Linked DNA regions of Sus scrofa: all the other regions are linked to region 1. The links are chromatin contacts, called in public Hi-C and HiChIP or PLAC-seq maps. All regions are on one chromosome and are shown on one strand. The core of a region is the stretch at or near the end of the contact, and the rest is flanking DNA. Distances in the headings are between cores, read along the strand shown. Region 1 overlaps LOC110256901 (a long non-coding RNA gene). Region 2 has its middle 140 kb from the start of KIAA0368. Region 3 overlaps LOC102160537 (a long non-coding RNA gene).

Region 1 (3,765 bases), core at 757-3,256:
TGATGGGAACTCCCTGAACTCTTCATTTTTGCCTTCAGCATGTCCTCAGCTTTTGCTCAATATTTATGTGTTGCCACTCTGTTGATCTTCTCCCAGATGTCTGACCTTTGTTGTATGCTTCATTCCAACTTGCTTAGCAGTAAGCTATATTTGACATTTTATGACTAAAGTGCCTAAAAGTACTACTTCAACATAGAGATAAGTGACTTTTAGAACTCTTTTTTTTTTCTATTACACAATGATCCTCAAAATAAATTAATGGCTCCTTCTTGAGTTAGGGAAGTGTTATAACAGAGATTTTGTACCAGCTTGGATGTAGGGTCTACCTGAATGGGAAATGGAGCCTGTTGGGGCAACATTCTGGTTTGGGACTGCCAGGCTCTGCCCTAGGATAGTAAGGATGTGAGCCAGCTGAGTCTCTCATTTCATCTTTCTTGGCTTATAACAATGAAGTGACTCAGCCTGGGATTTTATGAAACAATGAGTCATCCCAAACTATGAAATAAGGTATAGCACTTTTGTTTAATAACTGTAGTCATCAAAGCCCACTCCTCACTCCCCTTTCTCTCTGTATGCCTATCTATGATGTATCTCTATTGTTAGTTACCAATTCTTGTCATTAGGTTATTGGTGAAACACTGAGCCTGGTGTCGTCACTGCTAGGCTGGTCTTCCCTCAACACACTGTCACATGGGACTTATCATGTTAGTTACCTCTTGATTTTAGACACAACAGAATGTTTTCACAGATCAAGGTTTGGGACAGACCAACAGACCAAAATTCAGTCTTTAAGAAAATTTCTGACCATGTGATTTCATCAATTTTCCCATTACTTTGGCTTTTTTGAATTCTTTTTGCTATCTACGAAATGTAGGGGTGCTGTAATTCTGTCTGTTCCATAATGTTGATGGTTCTGGGAGAAAAAAAAAGCCATGTAAAAATTTCCTGAAGCCGTGGTGGGAGAAGGTTCAATGACTTGTCTGGCTTTAGGCGGGGAAACGAGAATCTTTCAAGTTGGATATTTCCTGAAAGACTTGCCCCCATTAATCAGAAAACATTTCTTCTTCTACAGTTGCTTTCTGTTTACAAATGTTCAACAGTCCATTGGCAGCAGGAGGCAGGGTTAAAAGCTTTGTACTTGCAGCTTTTTTATCCCTTTTGGATAATGCTGCTGGTTTTCTAAAAATGGAAAAGTTCATTAACTAATGTCCAACCTATTTATGGTTTTAATCATTGTATTATTGCCTGGGCTGATGTCTTAAATATTCACATGCATGGGGAAAGATATTTCTAAGAAATAAGACAGGATACTTAATACAGTGATAATAATCTATTTTTATGCATGCTTGAAGCCACTGGATATAAAAATTTGAAGTCATTAAAAATGTTTCTCATTCATTCTTGATAGATTTTTCCAAGGGACTGTGAGTAGTTAGCCTTGTCTGTTCAGTAAAAGGGCATGTGAAGAAATAAACCATCCCTCTCTTTAAAAATTGGCTCCAACAGGCTTTCTTTTTTTTCAACCAAACAAGTGAAGTTTTATAATGTTGATTATTCTGGTTAGTAGTTAATTTGCCATTTGCAGTTAGCCAGATATTTCTGTATGGAAAATAAACTGGCATATTCTTTCAATGAGCCTTCTTCTCCATAACCTGAAAATTAAATTTTTTTTTTTTGGTTTTGGTGGACTCTTCAGTGCACATTCTCTCCTAATCTGCTCATATGCGTGTCAGCTGCTGGTTCCTAGCCAAAGGTGGAATTCATTCAACTAAGCACTGCCAGGGCCTTTTCTGTGGGATTCCCCCCGCCCCCCCGCTCCCCATTTCTGGAGACTTCTATTTCTCCTGAATGCCCCTGTCTGGGAAAGATTATCTTGGCAAAGGAGGGGGACGTTGGGAAATGAGAGAGGACAGCTCTTTGTTGCCAAGCAGAAGTAGTGGCTCATTGACTTCAGAGAAATGTGAGTTGGAGCTCAGAGAGTCCTGCAAGTTTTTAAGAAGTGTAAGTGATCTCATCTTTTCCTTAAATGACTTTGATCCCATAAATCAAAGCAATGCCTGAGAACTTGATGTTCAAGCTCAGCCAAGCTCTTCTTACATAACCATGGATATGAGCTCTGACAACAGCATTGTTATGATCTGGGGGCACTAAGATACTACTGACCACTCAAAAATGCAAGACAAGATCTGTTTGTCCAGTTAATGGGATTTTAACACTATCAAACATCCCATAGCTATCCTAATCAGAGTCTTCCTCAATGGTTTGCTCTGGGGGGCTGACCCAGTTGTTAAAATTTTGAAATAGACTAATCCCTCCTTATCTACAAGAGGATATGTCCCAAGACCCCCAGTGGGTGCCTGAAACTGTGGATAGTGCCAAACCCTATACATGCTATGTTTTTTTTTTCTATCCACACACCTATGATACAGTTTAGTTTATAAACTAGCCACAGTAAAAGATTAGCAATAATAAAATAGAACAGATATAACAATATATGGTAATAAAACTTATGTGAATGTGGTCTCTCTCAAGATAGCTTACTGTACAAATTTAATGCCTTTCTGTTTTCACACTTATCATACACTTCAGCCATAAGTTTTGCAGGTTTTTTTTGTTTTTGTTTTTGCTTTTTAGGGCCACACCCACAGCATATGGAGGTTCCCAGGCCAGGGGTCCAATTGGAGCTACAGCTGCCAGCCTACACCACAGCCACAGCAACATCAGATCTGAGCTGAGTCTGTGACCTACATCACAGCTCATGGCAATGTCCGATCCTTAACCTACTGATCGAGGCCAGGGATTGAACCTGTAACTTCATGGTTCCTAGTCAGATTTGTTTCCGCTGAGCCAAGATGGGAACACCCAAGTTTTGCAGTTTAAGGTGAGACAGCAAAAGTAGCACAAACTTTTTCCTTTATCACAATTTCACAGATGCAAGATTTGTTCTTACCACAGCTCTTCATAACTGCAGCATATGACTTCTTTTTCCTTTTCTTATCAGGTTGAAAACGTTTATCTTTTCACTCCCTGGGAGCATGTTACAGCTTCTCTTGGGCATATTTGTTTTTTTGTTTTTGTTTTGTTTTTTTTTTTTTTGTCTTTTTTTTGCCTTTTCTGGGGCTGCTTCCATGGCATGTTCCCAGGCTAGGGGTCTAATTGGAGCTGTAGCTACCAGCCTACACCACAGCCACAGCAATGCCAGATCCGAGCCATATCTGTGACCTACACCACAGCTCATGGCAACGCCGGATCCTTAACCCACTGAGCAAGGCCAGAGATCGAACCCGCAACCTCATGGTTCCTAGTCAGATTCGTTAACCACTGAGCCATGACGGGAACTCCCTCTTGGGCATATTTGAATTGCTGGCACCATTACTTTTGCCCATGGAGGTCATTATTAGGTAAAATAAGTATTACTTGAGCACAAGCTTTGCTGAGACGGTGGTTCTGATAATGAAGACAGCTAATAGGTGAGATACACTGATGGACTAAAGGATGAACCATGTCCCAGGCAGAACAGCAGAACCATGTGAAATGTCATCACACAGAACAGCTCCAAGTTTAAAACTAATGAATTGTTTATTTCTGGAATTTCCCATTTAATATTTTCAGAACGTAGTTGACTGTGGGTAACTGAAACCAAGGAAAGTGAAACTGTGGCTACTGGGGGGACCACTGCACTTCAGGGATCCTCTGAACCTTCCTTAGATCAGCTAAGTAACATATTATCTATCTGGCAGGAGACCAGCCGCCAGCCCTCCTATG
Region 2 (3,765 bases), core at 414-2,913, 410 kb before region 1:
TATCATGCCTTGTGGTTTTATGATGTAGGGCATATATACACACACAAGTAAGAATTCTGTGAAGACACATGGGTGTACTTACCTGCTCCCTCCCTCCCTTGTTTTGGAGAACAGAATGATGAATGTAATAGTCAAATGAGACTGACTTCATTAAAATGTATTTCCGAAGCAGTGCGTGGAAGGAATACTTGTGAAAAAATCAAACCTTTTGAAAACATCAAATCTGCTAAATAGTCAACTTCAGGGGAATTGCCTACAGTGAAAATTATACAGTGGGTTTTGATATTAATTTACAACTGGTGTGTCACTGTGAGAGTTTTTCCATATTCTATCAGGCCTAGATTTCTTTTCGCAAATAATTTAGGTTCTATTGATCTTTTTCCATAGAGTGGACATGATGAAGCTTTTATCTATTTATTTATTTTTGTCTCTTTAGGGCTGCACCCATGGCATATGCAGGTCCCCAGGCTAGGGGTCGAATTGGAGCTGTAGCTGCCAGCTTACGCCACAGGCACAGCAACGCAGGATCTGAGCCGCATTTGCGGCCTACACCCATAGCTCACTGCAATGCTGGATCCTTATCCCACTGAGTGAGGCTGGGGATCGAACCCGCCTCCTCATGGGTACTAGTGGGGTTTGTTAACTGCTGAGCCATGACAAGAACTCCTGGTGAAGCTTTATTGGCATGGCATGTCATTTTTGAGGACATTGAGATAGAGTACCAGCCAAGGAAGATTTCCTCTAAATGGTGAAAGGAATGTTAAAGATAATAGTATTCAGGAGTTCCCGTCGTGGCTCAGTGGTTAACGAATCCGACTAGGAACCATGAGGTTTCGGGTTCGACCCCTGGCCTTGCTCAGTGGGTTAGGGATCCAGCGTTGCTGTGAGCTGTGGTGTAGATCGCAGACGAGGCTCGGATCCCTTGCTGTGTCTCTGGCGTAGGCCGGTGGCTACAGCTCCGATTCGACCCCTAGCCTGGGAGCCTCCATATGCTGTGGGAGCAGCCCAAGAAATGGCAAAAGATGAAAAAAAAATAGTATTCAAATACAGAGGGATAAGAACTCTAGCAGAGAATAAAGATCTGAGCGTGGGACTGCAGGATGGATGTTCCCTCTTAGGACATCAGTTGCGTCCAGCAGGAAGGGTCTGTTTCTCCTCCTTCTTCTGTCTCCTTTCAAAATGCATATTTGTATTTTGGATTATCTCTTTCCATGTGTTTTGATGCTCTTTCTACCTGAATCTGATCTTCTTAATGCCCTATTGTTAGTTGAAAGTAACCTATGTCTCTTGTTGAAATAATTAGTTTCACCTGAAAAGGCAAATGCCTTGATTGTTTGACAAGATAAATTTATTGACTTTTTTTTTTTTTTTTTTTTTTTGCCACAAAAAGTTCCCGGGTTAGGGATTGAACCCAGCCACAGCAGTGACCTGAGCCACAGCAGTGACAACACCGGGTCCTTAACTGCTAGGCCACCAGAGGACTCCTGTGAATGTCTTTTGATTGGCTTTTTTCAACTCGATTTATTTTGAATCTTGGGCTCATGCTAATTTTTATAGGCACACTAGGGGGCACTGTTGAGTTATAAATAGCCCAATAGTGTTTGCCTGGTTTCTATTAATGCTGAACTTGCAACTCCTTTCATTGATGTCAGTATTTCACCTTCTGTGCTAGCAGTAGGATATGAAAAAGATGTGGCTATTTGCTTCCAGTGTAGAAAAAATAACAATGACTTAGAACAGTGCTTGTTGAAAGTTAAGGAAGAAAAATGCATACTTGTGAAGGAGTACAATTTTTTTTTCTTTTGACATTTTTTGGGTTAGAAATTCACATTAGCGATACAGCCAGTATACAAACCACAGTTGTAGCAACCAGAGAAAGAAACAGGATATGACTGCCTTTGTAAGATGCTCATAATATTCCCAGGGAGGCAGGGGAAAACTCCATTCATCTGCACTTTATTCAGAATGTTCTTTTCTTTTACTTGTCATTTTGGAATGGATTTAACTGTTGCTAAAAAGTTACAGGAACAGCAGCCTTAGAGCTAGAAATCATCTGTTTCTTCACAAAACAAGTTCACCCCAGATCAGCCATGTGACCTGCCCCAGCGGTGCCCAGCCCTCTGACCTGGGTCTTGGTGAAACAGCGTCCCTTTGGGGACTGAAAAAGAATTCATATTCTAAGTCCCTCATGCTATTTCTCTCAAGTTTGCTGCTGCTAGAATGTTGAGTGCTTTTTCCTTTTAAACTAGATACCGAGAAGTAAAACTAAAAGCCCAAATCCATTCAGCAGAGAATTCAGTGTACAGATTTGGGTTAAAATAAGCCACAAATATTTGAGCAGTATCATGATATACATTGCAGTGAATGAAAGAGTGGGTTAGGGTGATTTGAGTTTTCTCATTGGTAAGAGATAGAGTAGTTATGTGCCCATTTAAATTGTTTTCAATATTATTCAAGCCAATCTCAGAAGACTCAAATTTTTTTTTTTTTTGCCTTTTCAGGGCCACACCTGTGGTATATGGAGTTTCCCAGGCTAGGGGTCTAATCAGAGCAGATGCTGGCCTATGCCATAGCCACAGCAAGGCAGGATCCGAGCCGTGTCTGCAACCTACACCACAGCTTGTGGCAATGCTGGATCCTTAACCTTCTGAGCGAGGCCAGGGATCGAACCCTCAATCTCATGGTTCCTAGTCGGATTCATTTCCGCTGCGCCATGATGGGAACTCCAGAAGGGTCTTAATTTAAAACATTTTTGTGTGCGTGTTAATAGAATCAGGCATAAGTCTTTTTTTTTCTCCCATCAACACTTAATATAGTTATATCAGTTTACAAATATTTTAGGAAAGATGTGCTTTCAATGATTTCCATTAAAAAGCATTTACTGGAGTTCCCCTTGTGGCGCAGCAGAAACGAATCCGACTAGGAACCATGAGATTGAGGGTTTGATCCCTGGCCTCGCTCAGTGGGTTAAGGATCCAGTGTTGCAGTGAGCTGTGGTGTAGGTTGCAGATGCGGCTCGGATCTGGTGTTGCTGTGGCTGTGGTGTAGGCTGGCAGCTACAGCTCTGATTAGACCCCTAGCCTGGGAATCTCCATATGCTGTGGGTGCGACCCTGAAAAGACAAAAAAAAAAAAAAAAAAAAAAAAAAAAGCTAAAAAAGCATTTACTAAAAAGCATTTATTTATGTAGTTACTATGTACAGCTAGTTATTTGTGACTCCTAGTCATCTGATGTCCACCCTCCACTGAGGCACCAGACACACCTGAATTTGCATCCCAGCCCAGTGGGTTGTTCATCCTGCAACTCTCTAGGGCAACTTAGTTGATACTTGAGTTTCAGATTGTTGAAGATAATAATAGTTTCATCATAAAGGCTTTGTAGGGATGAAATGAGGCACTAATGTAGTTGAATGGGCAAAGTATTCAATGGAATCTAGTGTGCTCCCTTTTGCAGCTACTTAAGACCAGTGATGATGCAATCAATAGACAGAAACAGTAAGAGTTCAAACTGCCACACTGTTGTGTGTCCACACATCAGCCTGGAAAAGTCTCACAAAGGCAAAGAAAATACTACGAGGGGAAATGCACATTTCATGCACTAGGGTGTCAAAGGAAAAGCATTTCTCCTGTCCAAAATTTAGAATACACATGAGCTATTTATAATATAGGCTGCACTCCACAATATTTTATTAAAAAAATTTTTTTTTTGTCTTTTTGCCTTTTCTAGGGCCGCTCCTGTGGCATATGGAGGTTCCCAGATTAGGGG
Region 3 (3,765 bases), core at 645-3,144, 300 kb before region 1:
TTTAATAGCTCAAGGTCACTAGGATAGCAGGTGAAATGGAGAATTCCAACTCAAGTCTGCTGATTTGAGAGCCTATAGTCTTTTAACTCCTTTATCATATTGCCTTGATTTTTATATGTTTGGATACCAGATTGTAAAAGAGGACTTTAAAAAGATTTGCCCATGGAATTCTTGCTGTGGTGTCGTGGGTTAAGAATCCAACTGCAGCAGCTCGGGTGGCGGCAGAGGCAAGGGTTTGATCCCCGGGCCTGGCATTGCTGCACCTACATTGTAAGTTGAAATTGTGACTCAGACTCAGTCCCTGGCCTGGGAACTTCCACATGCTGTGGGTTTGGCCATTAAAAAAAAAAAAAAAAAAAGACTTGGCCAGAATGCAGAGTGATGATCCCTTGTGACGTCTAAGAAACCATTCCATTCTCCCCCAAAGTGAAAAATTCTACCTTTAAAGTATCTCATATGATATTTGGAATATTGAGTAAAGGAGGAAGAGGAGTGTTCTTTTCTCATGTGATATCTTTTTACTCTACATCTCAGAATCTGGCTCAAAGAAAAGGGACAATTGGTTTTCGAAAGCTTTATTTTCCTCTTTTCCAGAGAATGAGTTGTTTTCCATGTTTTAATTTTGGACACAGTCTTTTGCTGATTAAAAATCAGAAACAAGTTTTTAGGTTTCTCAAGGTCTGTAGTCTACCTTTTGAAAGTCTGGTGAAATCTGTTCACTGGAATAATAATTACTGTTTGGAAAGCTAGGTATGGCTATCCACAATAAGAAACATGTGACAAGGTATTTAGTTATGGTTTCAACCCACGTGAACTGGGAAGGACTTTCGAGTTAAATAAATCCTCCCATGTGTGACAAAAACAAGCTTCGATACGCTATCGGCAATGCCAGCACTGAAATCCGAGACCAGAAGCACTAATGAGGGTGGAAAAAAACTTGAAAAATTTTGATATTAAGCTCTTATTTCTCTCTTTCTGGTCTGCAGGGTTAACAGCCTGGTTATTGGAATTTCCTTTGGCACTGTTAGTTTATTTCCAGTTTTGAGAATATTATACTGCTAATCTCAGCGAAAGCAACCTCTTACTTGAAAAGTGTATATATACTTAGTTACCCACAAATAAGACTATTTTATTTTCTCTCTTTAAATGATCACAGCACTGCTAAAGTAAGTCATCTCTGACTCCTTGGACCAGTGAACACTACCTTGTGTTGGATTGTTGATGTGACTTCCCTGATACCAAAGTCGTGATGTACAAATGACCTCTCAAATACCTTTGGCCTGAGTCAAACGCAAAAGTAAAAATCGAGTCTAGGTGCTGATTTTCTTAATTCTTCAGAGAAGTACACTGATGTCCTGTTTATCCAGCATCCTTGGGGGTTAAGCTCTTCCATCAAATAGATTTTTTTTCCCCCCAGAAATGTTTACCTCTTCAAATGCAGCCTTTAAAAACTTACAACCAGATTCGATGGATAGCTTTCTAAAATATATGAGTTATCTGTCTGTCTTCTTAAGAAAAAGATACTGAATACTAAAATTTAGATTTTACCCTCTCGACCTCAGATCATTGTTCTAAACAATTCCTGTCTCATGGCACCCTGTACTCAAGCGCAGGAGGAGAATCAGTGCTGTGGTGTGAAGGGCTGTGCTAAGGCTGAATAGAAGCACATTAGGTCATTTAGGTCCTTGGAAAGGCATTTGGAAATTGTGTGTGTCGATGTGTGGGGGTGTGTTTCCCTCTCCTACCATACCTCACAGCTGGTTACATTTGAGCTTCTGTGGTTGGAATACCTGACCTAAACTTGTGGCTCTGAGAGCCCGCTGAGCTCCTCGTGTGTAAGCTTGGGCTTTGTGACATTTGCTTAGGTCATTTAGAGGCTGTGGTTGTTCCTTTTCTCATTCTGGATGGTGTAGTAGAAATCCTTGACTGCCAGATTACTCACCTCTGAGTCAGCAGGCAGTGTCTCTAATGTTATGCTTATTTTGCAAACTAGTGAATGATTTCACCACTCTCTGCCTCCAATCTTCTTGCTTATAGATCCTACTTTACTGATGACCAGGTCAGCTATTCCCATCACCCCATCAGAAGCCCAGGTGGTAGCATGAAGCTTGGGGTACATGATTTTACTTGTTTTTATTTTTATGTGTGTAACTTTATTTTAATCTACTTTGTAGCCACATTCTTCTGAAATAGAAAGATCATGTTGCTACGGTTGCTTGTTTTTAACCAATTTACAGTTTGCATTTTCTATTTAGTTTTTCATAATTGTGCTTTCTAAGCTCATGGATATGACTTAAATGATAAAAGAATGAGCATAAAAAGACAAGGAAACTTTATGTCGTAGTGTGCTGATTTCATCTGCTGAGGTAATGGGGTACATGATTTTAAAGTCAGGTACATCTGGCTGGAGTTCCTGCTACTGCCGAATGAGTTAAAAACCCCAAATAGTCTCCGTAAGGATGTGGGTTCAATCCGAGCCCTTGCTCAGTAGGTTAAGGATCCAGCGTTGCGGTGAGCTGTGGTGTAGGGCACAGATGCAGCCTGGATCCGGCGTTGCTATGGCTGTGGCACAGATCTGTAGCTGCAGGTTCGATTTGACCCCTAGCCTGGGAACTTCCATATGCTGCCGGTGCGGCCATAAAAAATTTAAAATTAAAAAATTAATTGCATGATCTTACACATGATAATTTATGTATCTCACCTACGCATTTAACCAACATTTACCGAATACTTGTTATGTGCCACGCAATGCTCTGAACTTTACGGCTAGGGTTCATGGAAACTACAGCCTCATTGGGAGAGATAGGCAACAAATAAACAAGTACATATATGATGTGTCTGATGGTGGCGCAAGGAATGTGGAGACGAGAGAGTGTGAGTGATGGGGTAGATTTGGGGATGTTTATGGAAGCTGTTTCCGGCGGAGTGGTTGGGAAGAGAACCTGGTAGAAACGCATTCCAGTGAGATTTGAGATGCCACGCGTAGTCCACCTTTTATAGAAGTTTTGCAGTAGAGGATGGCAGAGACGGGTTATGGTAGCTGGATGGGGAGACAAAGGGGGATGTGGGGTCAAGGGAAGGTTTTATTTTAAGATCTAGCATTTTTGTGCGCTGATGTGAACGGCTCAGTCGAGAGAGGGAAATTGAAGATGCAGGGGAGAGAGGAAATCATTGTCGAAGCAGTGCTCTTGAGTTGGCAAGAAGGATGAAATCTACCACACAAGTAGTAGCTGAGGCTTGGCCACAGCTCGGAGGCCAAGAGTTTACCCAGAGCCACGAGAGAGATGGGGAGAGTAAGGGCGCACAAAGCTTGATGTCGGTAGATGCAAAGGGGGAGGTATGTCAAAATCTTTCTCAATTGCCTCTGTTTTCTCAGTGGAAGGGAAAGCAGGTTCCTCATGTGAGAGAGACGATGGCGAGGAAATGTTGGAGGTTTGAAGAGAGAGAAAAAGGTACACACTAGTCCTTTTAGAGAAGAGGCAAGTAAATGAGCTACAGAAACATAACTGAGTTGCCTGGAGGCTCTAAGGGACCATTTGAGATAAGCGGTCCTCAGTACCAAGCTAGTATCATTTCTTTTTTATGCCACACACTTCCCCTATTTTTCTACCTTAAAAAAAAAAAAAAGTTGTAAAACTATCATCACCTCTGAGAAGAACTGGATATTTCTGCTTCCATCCTTCCTTTCGCCCTCCTCCACAATTTCTTTGCCTGGTTCCTTCACTCCTAGGAACGTCAGTGGTTTTCTCTTGAATTTCCGAAACA

Evidence for each region. Hi-C and Micro-C count contacts between places; a contact is called where the count stands out from the background. HiChIP or PLAC-seq counts read pairs in DNA pulled down with a chosen protein or histone mark.
Region 2: a Hi-C map of skeletal muscle shows a contact between it and region 1, with 2.6 times the contacts expected there. The contact joins two enhancer-like sites. A contact is called at or near these places in 4 of 47 Hi-C or Micro-C datasets (alveolar macrophages, embryonic fibroblasts, mesenteric adipose tissue and 1 more).
Region 3: an H3K27ac HiChIP or PLAC-seq map of skeletal muscle shows a contact between it and region 1. The contact joins two enhancer-like sites. A contact is called at or near these places in 1 of 47 Hi-C or Micro-C datasets (embryonic fibroblasts) and 1 of 2 datasets of contacts at active chromatin or transcription factors (skeletal muscle).

Annotation. Positions count from the first base shown.
Region 1 is chr1:251,775,027-251,778,791 of Sscrofa11.1, reverse strand. The region is part of intron 1 of LOC110256901 (a long non-coding RNA gene); the gene reads left to right. Among named protein-coding and RNA genes, the nearest start is that of MUSK, 130 kb to the right of the region's middle. Within about 2 kb of position 2,006, at least 7 of the 83 cell types and tissues checked have an H3K27ac peak or open chromatin away from gene starts, as enhancers often do. A contact at or near this core is called in skeletal muscle, where this site is marked.
Region 2 is chr1:252,183,784-252,187,548 of Sscrofa11.1, reverse strand. No RefSeq gene overlaps it. Among named protein-coding and RNA genes, the nearest start is that of KIAA0368, 140 kb to the left of the region's middle. Within about 2 kb of position 1,663, at least 13 of the 83 cell types and tissues checked have an H3K27ac peak or open chromatin away from gene starts, as enhancers often do. A contact at or near this core is called in skeletal muscle, where this site is marked.
Region 3 is chr1:252,070,895-252,074,659 of Sscrofa11.1, reverse strand. All of the region lies in intron 1 of LOC102160537 (a long non-coding RNA gene), which reads left to right. Among named protein-coding and RNA genes, the nearest start is that of LPAR1, 95 kb to the right of the region's middle. Within about 2 kb of position 1,894, at least 17 of the 83 cell types and tissues checked have an H3K27ac peak or open chromatin away from gene starts, as enhancers often do. A contact at or near this core is called in skeletal muscle, where this site is marked.